Linked DNA regions of Hordeum vulgare: region 2 is linked to region 1. The links are chromatin contacts, called in public Hi-C maps. All regions are on one chromosome and are shown on one strand. Each heading gives the region's core, a stretch centred on a gene start, on an enhancer-like site or on the middle of the called end of the contact. The rest is flanking DNA. Distances are from core to core; before and after follow the strand shown.

Region 1 (5,878 bases), core at 1,653-4,152:
CCGCCAGGCCAAGAAACATGTGGTGACCCACATAATGGACGGCGTTAATGCCCTAAGGGCTAAGGAAGTGCGACATGACAAAGAGATTGAGAGCTTAAAAGCTCAACTGGATGTTGCCGATTTGAAGAATCGCTGAACAAACGATATGATTTTTGGTAAGTTGTGACTTTTGGAAATCTGTTATGAGATTTAGCCGAAGTAATTAGAAGAGTGGTGTCTTTCTCCTTTGCAACTTCTTTGCCCGGCCTTCCCCCTGATGCCCGAGGTCCAATGCCCAAAGACATGGCAGCTCATCTGTCCATGGTGCACGAAAGTGCGCGGTAATCAATGAAGGATGTTTTCCAAGCTTTATGGCCTGAAGTAGTACCGGTGCCTAAAGACATGGATGTCTTAGCTGAACAACTAAAAAGAGCTTGGTGCCAGATACAGGCTTGGAATGTGTCTACTTGTCAGGAAGGAGCGAGGGAGGCCTAGGCCATGGCGAAGATCCATTATACATGTCTTGAGATGACAGGACCCAAGGGTGTACAAGAGTGTCATGCGTGCTGCCAGGTTTTTGCAAAAAAGATTGCGCTCTAGATACCTTAATAGATGGACTAGACTGGGTGTAATAAATAGGTATGACTTTATATATCAAAATACTTTATGTCAATATTCAAACCGTGCTTGTGAACTCTGCCAGCCAACCATCGACTTCTACCTTCTCGGCCAACGACCGAGGAGTGTCCCCTACTACTGGTCGAAATAATCGGACCAAGTACTTCGGGTAATGAGGCAATGTGGCTATATGGCTCGAAAGACAAGAGGGAGGCGAAAAGTTATGTTATATTACTCTTTAACGTAAGAAACATCTTCTCAGGAAAATAATTGTTCCAACAGTTCCTTTCCTAGGGTGATTATGTCGAGCACATGTGTGCGAAGACGGGTGACCTCGGCTTTAAGCCCTTGATTGGTGTTTGAAAGACCCTCTTCATGTTAAACCTATGTCATGGCCGACCAATTTGTATGTTAAGAGTGCTAGCTTTCGGCTTTGTCCGCGTGAGGTACTGCACCGGCCGACCCGGGAGTAACAATTTGGCCAGATGGTCCCCACCGATGTGGTGAATCATGAGTGAGGAAAACCTTATGCTTGATCAGCACAACCCGACCATCATCATCATAGCGCCTGGACTTGGCAAATCCGACCCCTTAAACAACCGCGCGTCCGCAAGGATTGACGAACACTCGTGAGATATACCTCTCTATATCCGAACATCTCATATATGAAATCTTAAAACCATAAAAACCATGCAAATAAAACATCTACATAGTTAGTAGATCAACTAAATCCGCCTCAGACTACCCATTGTCGTGGGAGATGTCAATTATCTCTGTTTCGGGTTCTCGGTACATGAGGGGGCAAACACAACTCTAGATCTTCTAGCTCCTCCGCATAGGCTTTAGCCTCCGCCTCCGCCTATGCGTCGAGTTCGGTGAAAAGCGTGTCGTCGTCGCCCGCTTGTGTCGGATAAACTGCCGGTTGACCTTGACATATGCCTCATCCTGGATGGACTCTACGATGGCTTGCTGCTCCACCAACTTCGTTGCTTGGGCGACCGTGAACTCCGCCGCCGCGTCCTCCATGTTGGACTGCTCCACCCGTCCTCTTCCAAACCCGTCACCTCCATCAGAACCAGATGTTGCTCCTCTTCCCCTTTCTCCTCCGGCTCCTCCTCCGGCTTCAACGAGTCCGAAGGCAGACCAACTGCAATGTGGCAGCGCGCCTCGCCTAGATCTCCACCTTGATTTGGAAGCGGTCCTTTGGTGTGAGCTTAGCATATGCCGTCTTCTTTTGTCAGGCCATGGCGAATGGCGAGGCAAGAGGCAGATGGAGACGGAAAGGAATGTGTTCGGGTTGGCGGGCTGAAGAGGGCGAAAGAGGTTGTGGCTGCGGTTCGGGACGCCGACCGGCTTAAATAGCCGGACTTTGGCATCGGGCGGCATGTCAGAGCGGCGTCACACGACGTTCACACCTCCATCGAAGGAGACACCTGCCAGACTCTAGGTTTTCACGCGATTTCGTGTTGGGCCCAACCGTGAATCCGACAAAGAGGACGCGTCCGGATCTCCACGTATTCGCCTCAAATGGATTGGATATAAAGGGTATCGGTCAATTCGGGTATTCGAGATCTGTTAAAGACGCCTATTTGGGTTGGGTTTTTTCTGATCAGTTAGTGATGGATTGTTTGTTTGAGCTTTTGAGACCGGCTTGAGACACGAGGACGTACATGGTTTTAATAGATTTAAAGAGATTTGACCAGCAACGTATATTTGGGAGTTTTAAGTCCTCTACCCGCCGAAGCGTCACATGGAAGAGGAAGGGACTCGTTGTGTGGGAACGGGTGGAGCCGCGGCTATCTCGTTCTCCTTTTAAGAGGAAGGCGGCTGGGTTGATTACGGTAGGCACCTTTTCCACCAGAAAATGGCGTGCAAGCAAGCGCTTTGGGCGATGTCGTTTCACGACGATGACACGAGAGCATTCCAGAGCGGCCGCCTCGCACCGCAAAGGAACGACACGATCGCTGATCCGGCGAGCATCCGTCCGTATGGATAACGTTTCCCTTCTCCTGAAAAAGGCCGAGCAAGCAGGCTCACACTGTTCCCAATTGAGTGTGCCATGTGTTGCGCGAGTGCGCTTTGTAAAGCGATTAGGAGTAATTAGGAGTACACACGTACGTACCCGTATCGAGGATCCCTTACGCCCAAGGCCGGTAGGGCCTGGCCCTGGGGGGGTTATTGAATGCTGCGGGGTACTTGGGGCAATAAAATCGGGACACAAGTACAGCACCAGAGTATCTGGATTTGGTGGAAGATGTTACTGTTCTGCGTGTCGCGCCCAAATAAAACGCACTGGCTCCGTGGGCCTCGCACGGCCGCGGCTTGGTTGCGCGGTCCCACCTGACAGCCTTGTCGTCGTCGTCGTCCATGATTGGTGCTTGGACCCGGTGGTGTTTTTGGTTGCATGTGTTAATGGAAGCATGGAACCAATCCTTCGCTTCCCTTCCCCATCCCCACACTCGCGATAGGGACGGCCGCTGTCGCCACGCAAGTCGCTCAAAAACAACGGTCAAACACGTTGCCTTTGTTTGAACTCGGGATTAGCGACCCGAGAATTTATTTTACTTTTTCAGAAAACCCGATTTATTTTATAACCCATTATGGCATTAAAGCAACAGTGATATAAATTACAATCAGATGCATGAGTTATCCAGCGATGACTAAAAATACTGAAGCGAGATGAAGACGCGCCCGTCATTACTGCTTATCATCAGAGCCAGAAAAATATTGTTATGGTGAATAGTTAAAAGATCGTCAGCATCTACAGCCGGACGTAGCAAATATAACCCCTTAAATGTTCGAGTCCGATTAGTGACCGGGCGTGTCACCTATTTGTCCATCCGTCTAGCCACATTCCTTATTTTCTTTCTCATATGTCCGGTCACGTGCATGTGATTGAGGAAGAGAGAAAAAATTAATGAATAAAGAAAATAAATATGTGGTCCGAAGTGGGTCACGTCCTAGATGGCGGGCTCACCGGACACGCGAGCCCTTATATCCTTCCTACATGTCAGATGGATATGAGGGTTCGCGGTGAGTCCAAACATATAGGGATGATACGTGGGTTCGGTTTGAGTCACCTTTTTTCTTCTCTTTCTTGTTCGATCACTCACAGGACGCGTTAGCGGACGTATGAGGGTCATTTGAGGGGTCCGTTTGTAGATGCTCTAAGGCCCATGACGAAAGCAACAATCAACACCAATGAAAAGAGTCGTAGATCTGAATGATCAAAACCTGAAAAAAAAAACCCAAAAGACGAATGAAGACCGCATCGGAATAGATGATACGTCTCCGTCGTATCTACTTTTTCGAACTCTTTTGCCCTTGTTTTGGACTCTAATTTCCATGATTTTCAGCCTTACACTTTTACTTCGTTGCACTTTCTGCCTTCAATTCTCACTTTGCAATCAATCTTGAAGGGATTGACAACCCATTTATAGCGTTGGGTGCAAGCTCTTTTGTGCTTGTGCACGTACTCTGGACTTGACGTGATTCTCCTACTGGATTGATACCTTGGTTCTCAAACTGAGGGAAATACTTACTGCTCCTGTGCTGCATCGCCCTTTCCTCTTCAAGGGAAAACCAACGCAAGCTCAAGAGACGACAGAAGATTTCTGTCGCCGTAGCAGGGGCTGCATTGCGCATCTCTTTTTCTTCGCTCCTCGTCGGCGAACGACGAGATGGATGGACCACCCGCCGGTTAGTGGGAGGGATCCATCATGATCAACAAGCACATCGCATATCTCTGGTGAACGCGGAAGATCTCGTCGGCGTAGCGTGTCGAGGTGCGCGCGCCCAACGGCGAGCGCGTGCCGAAGCTCCGCGTTGGTGAGCGTGTCGTGTTCGGCACGCACTTCCTCGTTGGATTTGGGCTGCCGGTGAGCCGCTTTGTCGGGCAGTTTCTGGAGTTCTACGGGTTCAAGATGCACGACCTGGGGCCGAACTCGGTGTTGTACCTCCCATGCTTTGCCACCCTGTGCGAGGGGTACCTGTGTTTTTGGCCTTTTCCTTCTCTCTTCCGCCTCTTCTTCCACTTCCGCGCCGCGATGCACGACGATGTGGCATATTCCTGCAGTTGAACGGTGGTGTACAAGTGGCAAGGCGGGCTTTTCCCGAAGATGTAGTGGATCGACTCCTTCAAGAAGTGTCAACTCTCCTTTTTCTACGCCCGCAGCATCAGCGAGGGGCGAGACTAGGTCAACCTTCCACCGTTTGCCGACACGCCGCCGACTGGGGAGAACTGGAGCCTCGAGGTGCGCAATGCAGAGCGGCTGGCGATTGCGGGCCGACTGAAGGAGCTCAAGGGCTCCAAGGGGTTGATGCCCTCATATCTGGTGGTGGCCTTCATTTCCTGCCGAGTGCTGCAGCTGCACGTGTGGCCACACTGGATTTGCGACATGAGCCTCCGCAAGAACCCGTGTCGGCTATCGAGTGTGGAGTTGAGTTTCCGTCTGGACGAGGGGGTGCGGAGGTTCAGCATAGAGCCTTTCCACCATGGCAACCGCGCGCCACCGGTGAGTTCTCGTCCGACTAGGGCCGTTCTTTCTTTTTCTTGCGGTATGGTGATGCGTGGTCATGCCTTTCTTAGATTTTTGCTCGGCGGAATACAATGTACGGTCCGAACCCGGAAAACTTCGAGCCGGACCACGTGGATTCCTAGGATCTGGACGCGTCTGAGGCGGAGGTAGAGGCGAAGGAGGAGGATGAGGATGAGGAGGAGGAGCCGGCTGGTGCTGCGGCCACATGGGTGGGGACGACGAGCAATCCGTGCCCCGACGGGACTATGAAGGACTGGACCGATGATGATGATGACGATGACTTGCGCGTAGTAGAGGCACCCACCGTTGTGACAGGGTCGCCTCGATGCCGCCGTCGTGGGAGGAGTGTGGAGTTTCCAGCTTGTGGTCGGCCGATTGTCAACCAGCCGGCCCGTCACTAGACGGCGGAGGACCGCCGCACGGAGAAACAGCTGGGAGAGGGTTCGGTCGTTGGCCCGGCCACCAAGAAAGTTCGGTCGGCAGTGCTGCCACCCGGAGCCTCTCCGTCGGTAGGGAGGAGGCTTAGGCGGGGTGGTCGCCAGATTCTTCTTGCTTCGGGGTGAGATTTCTTTGAAGCTCGTGCCACTTTATTTTCTTGTGCTTTGTCTGCCTTGTGGCGTTGAGCTCGTGCTCTCTTTATTTTAATAGCGGGCCATCGAACTTCCACCAGCGGAGCCGTCGGTCCTTGGGAATGAGGGCGCCGTGCCGCTTGTTGTGGAGCACGTGGCAACGACGCGGCTTCA
Region 2 (6,264 bases), core at 530-3,029, 210 kb after region 1:
TCCATCACATCATTCTCCCAATGATGTGATCCTTTTATCAATGACATCTAATGTCCATGATTAGGAAACCATGATCATCTATTGATCAACGAGCTAGCCAACTAGAGGCTTGGTAGGGACACATTGTGATCTATTTATTCACACATGTATTACTATTTCCTGTTAATACAATTATAGCATGAACAATAGACGATTATCATGAACAAGCAAATATGGTAATAACCATTTTATTATTGCCTCTAGGGCATATTTCCAACACTGCCACAAGAGGGTAGGACAAAAGATGGCATGCAAGGTCTTATCGCAAGCACGTATGACTATATACGAAATACATGCCTACATTACATTGATGAATTGGAGCTAGTTCGGTGTCGCTCTAGTGTGTAACTGTTACATGATTGATGTCATCTAAATCATTATTCAGCATCGGTCTATGTGCCTATGCATTTCATATACTGAATCTTGCTAAGTTACTATTGATGTTGCTACTGTTATAATCTTTACAAAACTACTGTTGTTACTGTTACGGTTGTGGAGAGATATCCTAAGTGTGGTTGAATTGGAAACTCACTTGCTATTACTAATAAATATTTTGTGCTTCCCTTGTGTCGAATCAATAAACCAGGGTGTAATACTACCCCTGAAGACTCTTGCGATCCCATAGACTTGTGGGTTATCAAGACATTTTCAGGCGATGTTGCCTTGGAGCATAGCTCTATTTATTTTGTTAACTTCAGGATATCCAATTGTCACTATTAATAATCTAAAAGATACTAGAACCAACATCATACCCTCGAAGACGAGGGGAGGTAAGGAACTGTCATCTAGCTCTCCTTTTGATTCACCTACTGTTTTGAATCAGCTTATGACACCACCACTTACTCCTTGTTCTGATATGTCACAAGTATTTGATGATGCTACTTATGAAACTCATGAAACTTATGATGATCATGGTGATATACTTGCTAAAAACAAATCTGTGCCAAATTCGGTCAATTTTGTTTTTTTGCCACGCCTTGTAAGAATGTTATTTCATGCCAAATTTTTGCACGCACTTAAAACTTTTGTAAATGTTGATTTAAAAAAAATCATAATTCTTTGATTTTGTTTTTACTGTTCACTGAGCTGAAATGAGCTCCGGAGACGAAACTCTGCGTCTAAATTTATGTTCTTTCTTATGTTAGAAAAGTGTTGATTTGAAAGAAAAGAATGAATAGAAAAATGAACCAATACATAAGAAAACCAGCGGAAGGAGATGGTAGGAGGTGGGATGAAAAAACGAACGAAAAAAAAATCTGCGTATGAAAAAAATCACATATCACACTACCAACTCCTTAATTAGGAGTAGAGATAATCGTCCTCCTCGCGACGTTGAGATGAACCGGTCTAGGTGAACACTCAACAATGATGCGACAAGGTCAATACCAAACTGCCAACGAAGACCGGTCGTCTCAATATGCCGCACGAGCCACCCGTCGTGTCTTCCAACCATTCCACACGCACCATTGATCCATCACTCACAAAATGGAGTACTACTTACATGTTACCGCAAATAAAATAAATTTGGAGCGGAATTGGCCAGATTTGCTTAGAAGATCAACTGGCCATACCCTGTGACCAAGGGAGTTTTACCAGATTATTGGATCAACAATTTATTCCAATTCAGGGTTGATTGAGGTGAAAGGAGAATGGGAAAGGGTACTGATCAGTAGGAGTACCACCCATGCGAGACCTAAAAGAGTACTAATACAACGCGGAGCCGGGACACGATGTGGGAGCGAGTACGAAGGAAGCAATAAATTGAACTGTACCCATCCTACTAACCACTATGGCTGTGACGCGGTACACTGGTAGGCTGTGGCACAGCTCCGCTACTGGCCAGGTACACTGTCTCCTTGGTGATGGAAGGTTGAAAACTTTGCGAGTCAACTGCACGCGCTAGCTGCTCTACATAAGCCTTTAATACTAACAACACAAGCACTGCGGCGAAGCAGTAGTACAAGCACCAACTTGATTGATGCTACTATTAACTACTACTCCCTCCGTTTTAGAATATAAGACCTTTTAGAAATTACACTAGGAGACTACATACGAAATAAAATGAGTAAATGTATATTCTAAAATATGTCTATGTACATCCGTATGTAGTTCATAGTGCAATATCTAAAAGGTCTTATATTTAGGAACAGAGGGAGTAGTAACGTGGTAGGCCGTACTGATGAGCGTTGTGGGTCCAGACTCTGAGACTCCTGGCTCAAGATTACCGTCACAACACCACAAAATGTACTACTACACTCATTTAACCAGCGTTCTTACACGTTGCTGCCAGGTATATTTGTGCACAGGAAACGCACAAGTCAATTGGATGCGATCAAGGCTTCTGAGAGAACAAAATAATCCATGCCAGTATATTAGCAGTACTAAAAAAACAGTATAGTGTAGCAGCACTAAAATAGTCGACTGGTCAAAATGATGGCGCCAGCTTCTCAAGGCTGACAAAGGCTTGTCTCTGAGCCCTGACACGCCCGCTGCCCCACCCAGCAGTTTTTTTAATCTCCCCATCAGCAAAGCAACAACACCAACAAATTCATCCGTTCAGAGTTCAGACACACCAACTCCATTTCTTTTCTTCAACCCTTCTTTAACAAGCCTTCGTCCCACCTCCCAATTGATTTCGTTTCCCCCCATCCGCCCCCGAATTCTTTATCCCGGCCCGGACCGATAAAGCCAGCCCCCCAGCCACCACCCGTCGCCATGATTGGGAGGCCCTCACCCTGCCTGCGCGCCAGTGCATGCCATGCCATGCCATGCCAACGCCGACGCCGATGCGCTTGCGACCACGAGACGACGGGCTGCTGCCCGCTTTCCCCCACCGGCGCAAAAGCTCCTCCTTGATCTGGCTACCTGGGCTGGCATGGAGGCCAGCGGCAAGGGCAGGCAGGCAGTCAGGCCTGCGCCACTGCGCCGCGTGCTGCCGTCCGTGGTCTGGTCAGGCAGGCCGAGGCCGGGAAGGCTAGGCTCTCATGTGATGCCGCTGCACGGCGCCACCTCATTTCATTCTCCATGCCGTTCTCCTGCTTCGGCCGATCGGCATATTTACGTGCATGTCATGATGAGACCGATCGACTCATCGACGGAGGCATCGCCGTATGCAGATGAGGTTTGTGGTATACGTAGCGCGGGAGCACTGGTTGGGCATTGACCTTAACCAGGCCCCTGCGTGGGCAGGCGGGCAGGCAGGGCCGGTGTCGTGCGCATGCATGCATGCATGCATATGCCATAGTACTCCACTTGCGTACGCTTGGTACATGGAGAGAGGGAGAGAGGCGGAGCGGGAAACGCGTCGACTTTTCTACACGTGTACTTGTCTGAGGAAGATTTTGTACATTGGCGTACAGGCGCATGCAGTCATATGTGCGGTACTCGCAAGTTCGCAGATGCGGTGATTAAGATCGGTCGTACGTGGGTTACCCATCAATGATGTGTAAGATGTGTTACTGCACCCATCACCTAACTTCTCTCATTTCCCGTCGAAGAAAGATGATGTGTCAGACGCAAGAGACGAGTCACTCCTGCACGCCTGTTTCGTTGTTTGCTTAGCATTGAGCACGCACAGAACAGAACGAGGACCCCGCGGGCTACGACCAGCCGTGGCTAAAGGCGTGTTCGAAACCCTCCACTCCGCTACTCCGGTCCAGAAGCGGTGGAGCCGTCGTTCAAAACTGTGGAGCTGGTCAATAGGCACTTTTTTAAAGTAAATCGAGAGATATGATTTTCATTTGTAGAAAAATCAAAATCTGATCTTTCTTCTACCGTCAGACGGTATAATAACCCATCGTCAAGGTTCGTGGCAGTAGGGTTAAAGCCCACGACGTAGTGCGTGCACGCACCTTGGCGATAAGGTTATATGCTATCGCGCGCATCTCTGGTGGTAGGAATGCACTATATTGATGTCACCCCTTTTCCTACCGCTACGGACCTTGGCGATAGATTGTTACACCCTACCGTCATGGTCCGATGATAGGAAAAATGGTATCTTGATTTACTTACTAAAAAGGTCAAAACATGAAATTTTATCAGGAGCGTACACCCACAGGTCAGATCTCGATTTACTTTACTAAAAAGGTCAAAACACAGAAATTTGTCACTAGCGTACACCCACAACAACACTTGAAGCAGGCATTAGGGCTAAACCTGAGAATGGTTTCATACTTGAACCATACTTGAACCATACCCATTCATTTATCTATCAAAACCATACTTGAACCATACCCATTTAGTGTCATTTTTAGCCCAACCAAAACCAGGCCCACTATTTTTTCCACCCAAACCAATTTAAACCTAAAACATAACCGTGGGTTTAAACCCAGTACATAACCATGGGTTTGCTTTAATGTACATATGATTACATAAATTGACATGTTAAGAAACAAATGAGATAGAAAAGGCATAAGTGCATCTACAACGGTTTAGAAACAAAGTAATCCTTGAGATACAGTCAACACATAGTAAGAGGCAAAAAGAACACGCCCATGGTTGAAAAGCTCACTAACAAGTGTATTAAAATCAAATTGCTTAGCGAAAGCACAAGAAAATACTTCCGATTTTCATCTGTTGTTTCCCCATCTTTACCTATTAATAAAGCACCTATTGCTTCTGTGGTACGTCATAAAAATTGCCCCTGAAGTTTGCATAAATTACCCACCATGCCACCGGTAAGTAATAAAAAACGTTTCACAAAGCGAAAAATCTCGGACTGGGCCGACCCATGTAAAAACCTCCTATATTACGCTCTGCACCCTGAGAGAATATCCAGCACACCGTATGGGCCGGCCGATGCATAGGCATCGGTTTTTTAGTTCCGTTTATTTATTTATCTTCAGTTCCATTTTATTTTTCTATTTTAAATAATTTATAACTTCAAATAATCTTTAAACTTTTAATAAACTTAAAATTTCAAATCAACATATTTTAAAAAATAAAATGTTTGTGACTTCAAAAACTGCTCGGAGTTTTTGTCAAAAATGTTTGCAAGTTTGGAAAAATGTTTGTAACATAAGAAAAGTCCATGATTTCAAATCAAACTCCATGTATTAAAAAATATTAAAAGCATTTAACAAAATGCTTTGTAATTCAAAATATGTTAATGCATTTAAAAAATGTCCAAAAATTTAGAAATAGCTAATGCCTGTTTTGATAGTTTCTTTTTTTTAAATAGTTTTTCATTCAGAAAATGTTTGCTGATTTAAAAAATGATCACGCATTTCTTTGTCCCGTTGCAACGCACGGGCCCTTTACTAGTAATACATAATTACATAGTGCTTACAGCATGCACGCGGATCAAAGATACTCGTTCTCGGTCGTCGTTGATTATTGCATATAACCAATGCATAGAAACCGGTTTGGACCCATAGTTTATAACCGCTAATAACCAAACCGTTTAAACCCATAACCAACTATACCCAAACTGGTTTCTCCACATACCCAAACCAAAACCAAACTAAAAAAAATCTCAACCCAATAAAACCTGAACCAATCAAACCCAAAGTAAGAACCGAACCGTTACACCCGGTTTTTTAATAACCATTCTCACGTTTAATTAGGGCATCTCCAACATAGACCCGGAACCTCCCGCGAACGTTTGAATCGAGCTATCAGAACATCGTAATCCATCCAACATTGTTTCGTATTTGTTCATGAACCAGTATATATGTGTATTTTTCTGTAAACCAGAAGTAAACCATGGGGGTTTGCTGGAGTCCAAACATCAGCCACGCAGAACTTCGACACCCCCGCACTCACACACAAAACAAAAGTGAAGCTTGCACATTTGGAGCCGGCGTAGAGTCACAGAGAGAGAGCATAGAGGAAGAAGTTTTCACTACTACGAAAAAACCTTATACACAAAATCTTAGCGGTAGCGTCGGATAAGAAGGGGCGCTACTGCTAATTAGCAGCAGCGCGCGTCACAAAGAGGCGCTATTACTACAGAATTACCAATAGCGCGGCTCAGTAGAACAACGCTATTAGCCAAATTGCCCGACCGTTCCCGCCAAGCTTGAGTGGTTGTATGTGGGGGTCAAGTCGAGGTGTACAAGCACCCTCATATCGTTCTCATATTTGAGACGGGTTTGACGGGTGCCGGTAAGTCTGGACGTATAGGGATGAAATAAGGTATTCGGTTGGACCACTATATTTTGATCGGACATTGGCCGTCGGACGTTTAGGAACAGAGTAGTGGGTCCGGTTATATGTGCCCTTAGA

Evidence for each region. Hi-C and Micro-C count contacts between places; a contact is called where the count stands out from the background.
Region 2: a Hi-C map of seedling shows a contact between it and region 1, with 5 times the contacts expected there. The contact joins two enhancer-like sites. A contact is called at or near these places in 2 of 6 Hi-C or Micro-C datasets (leaf and seedling).

The regions. Positions count from the first base shown.
Region 1 is chr6H:511,570,914-511,576,791 of MorexV3_pseudomolecules_assembly, forward strand. No RefSeq gene overlaps it. Among protein-coding and RNA genes, the nearest start is that of LOC123400959, 170 kb to the left of the region's middle. Within about 2 kb of position 2,903, at least 3 of the 3 cell types and tissues checked have open chromatin away from gene starts, as enhancers often do. A contact at or near this core is called in leaf and seedling, where this site is marked.
Region 2 is chr6H:511,779,567-511,785,830 of MorexV3_pseudomolecules_assembly, forward strand. No RefSeq gene overlaps it. Among protein-coding and RNA genes, the nearest start is that of LOC123403269, 84 kb to the right of the region's middle. Within about 2 kb of position 1,780, at least 3 of the 3 cell types and tissues checked have open chromatin away from gene starts, as enhancers often do. A contact at or near this core is called in leaf and seedling, where this site is marked.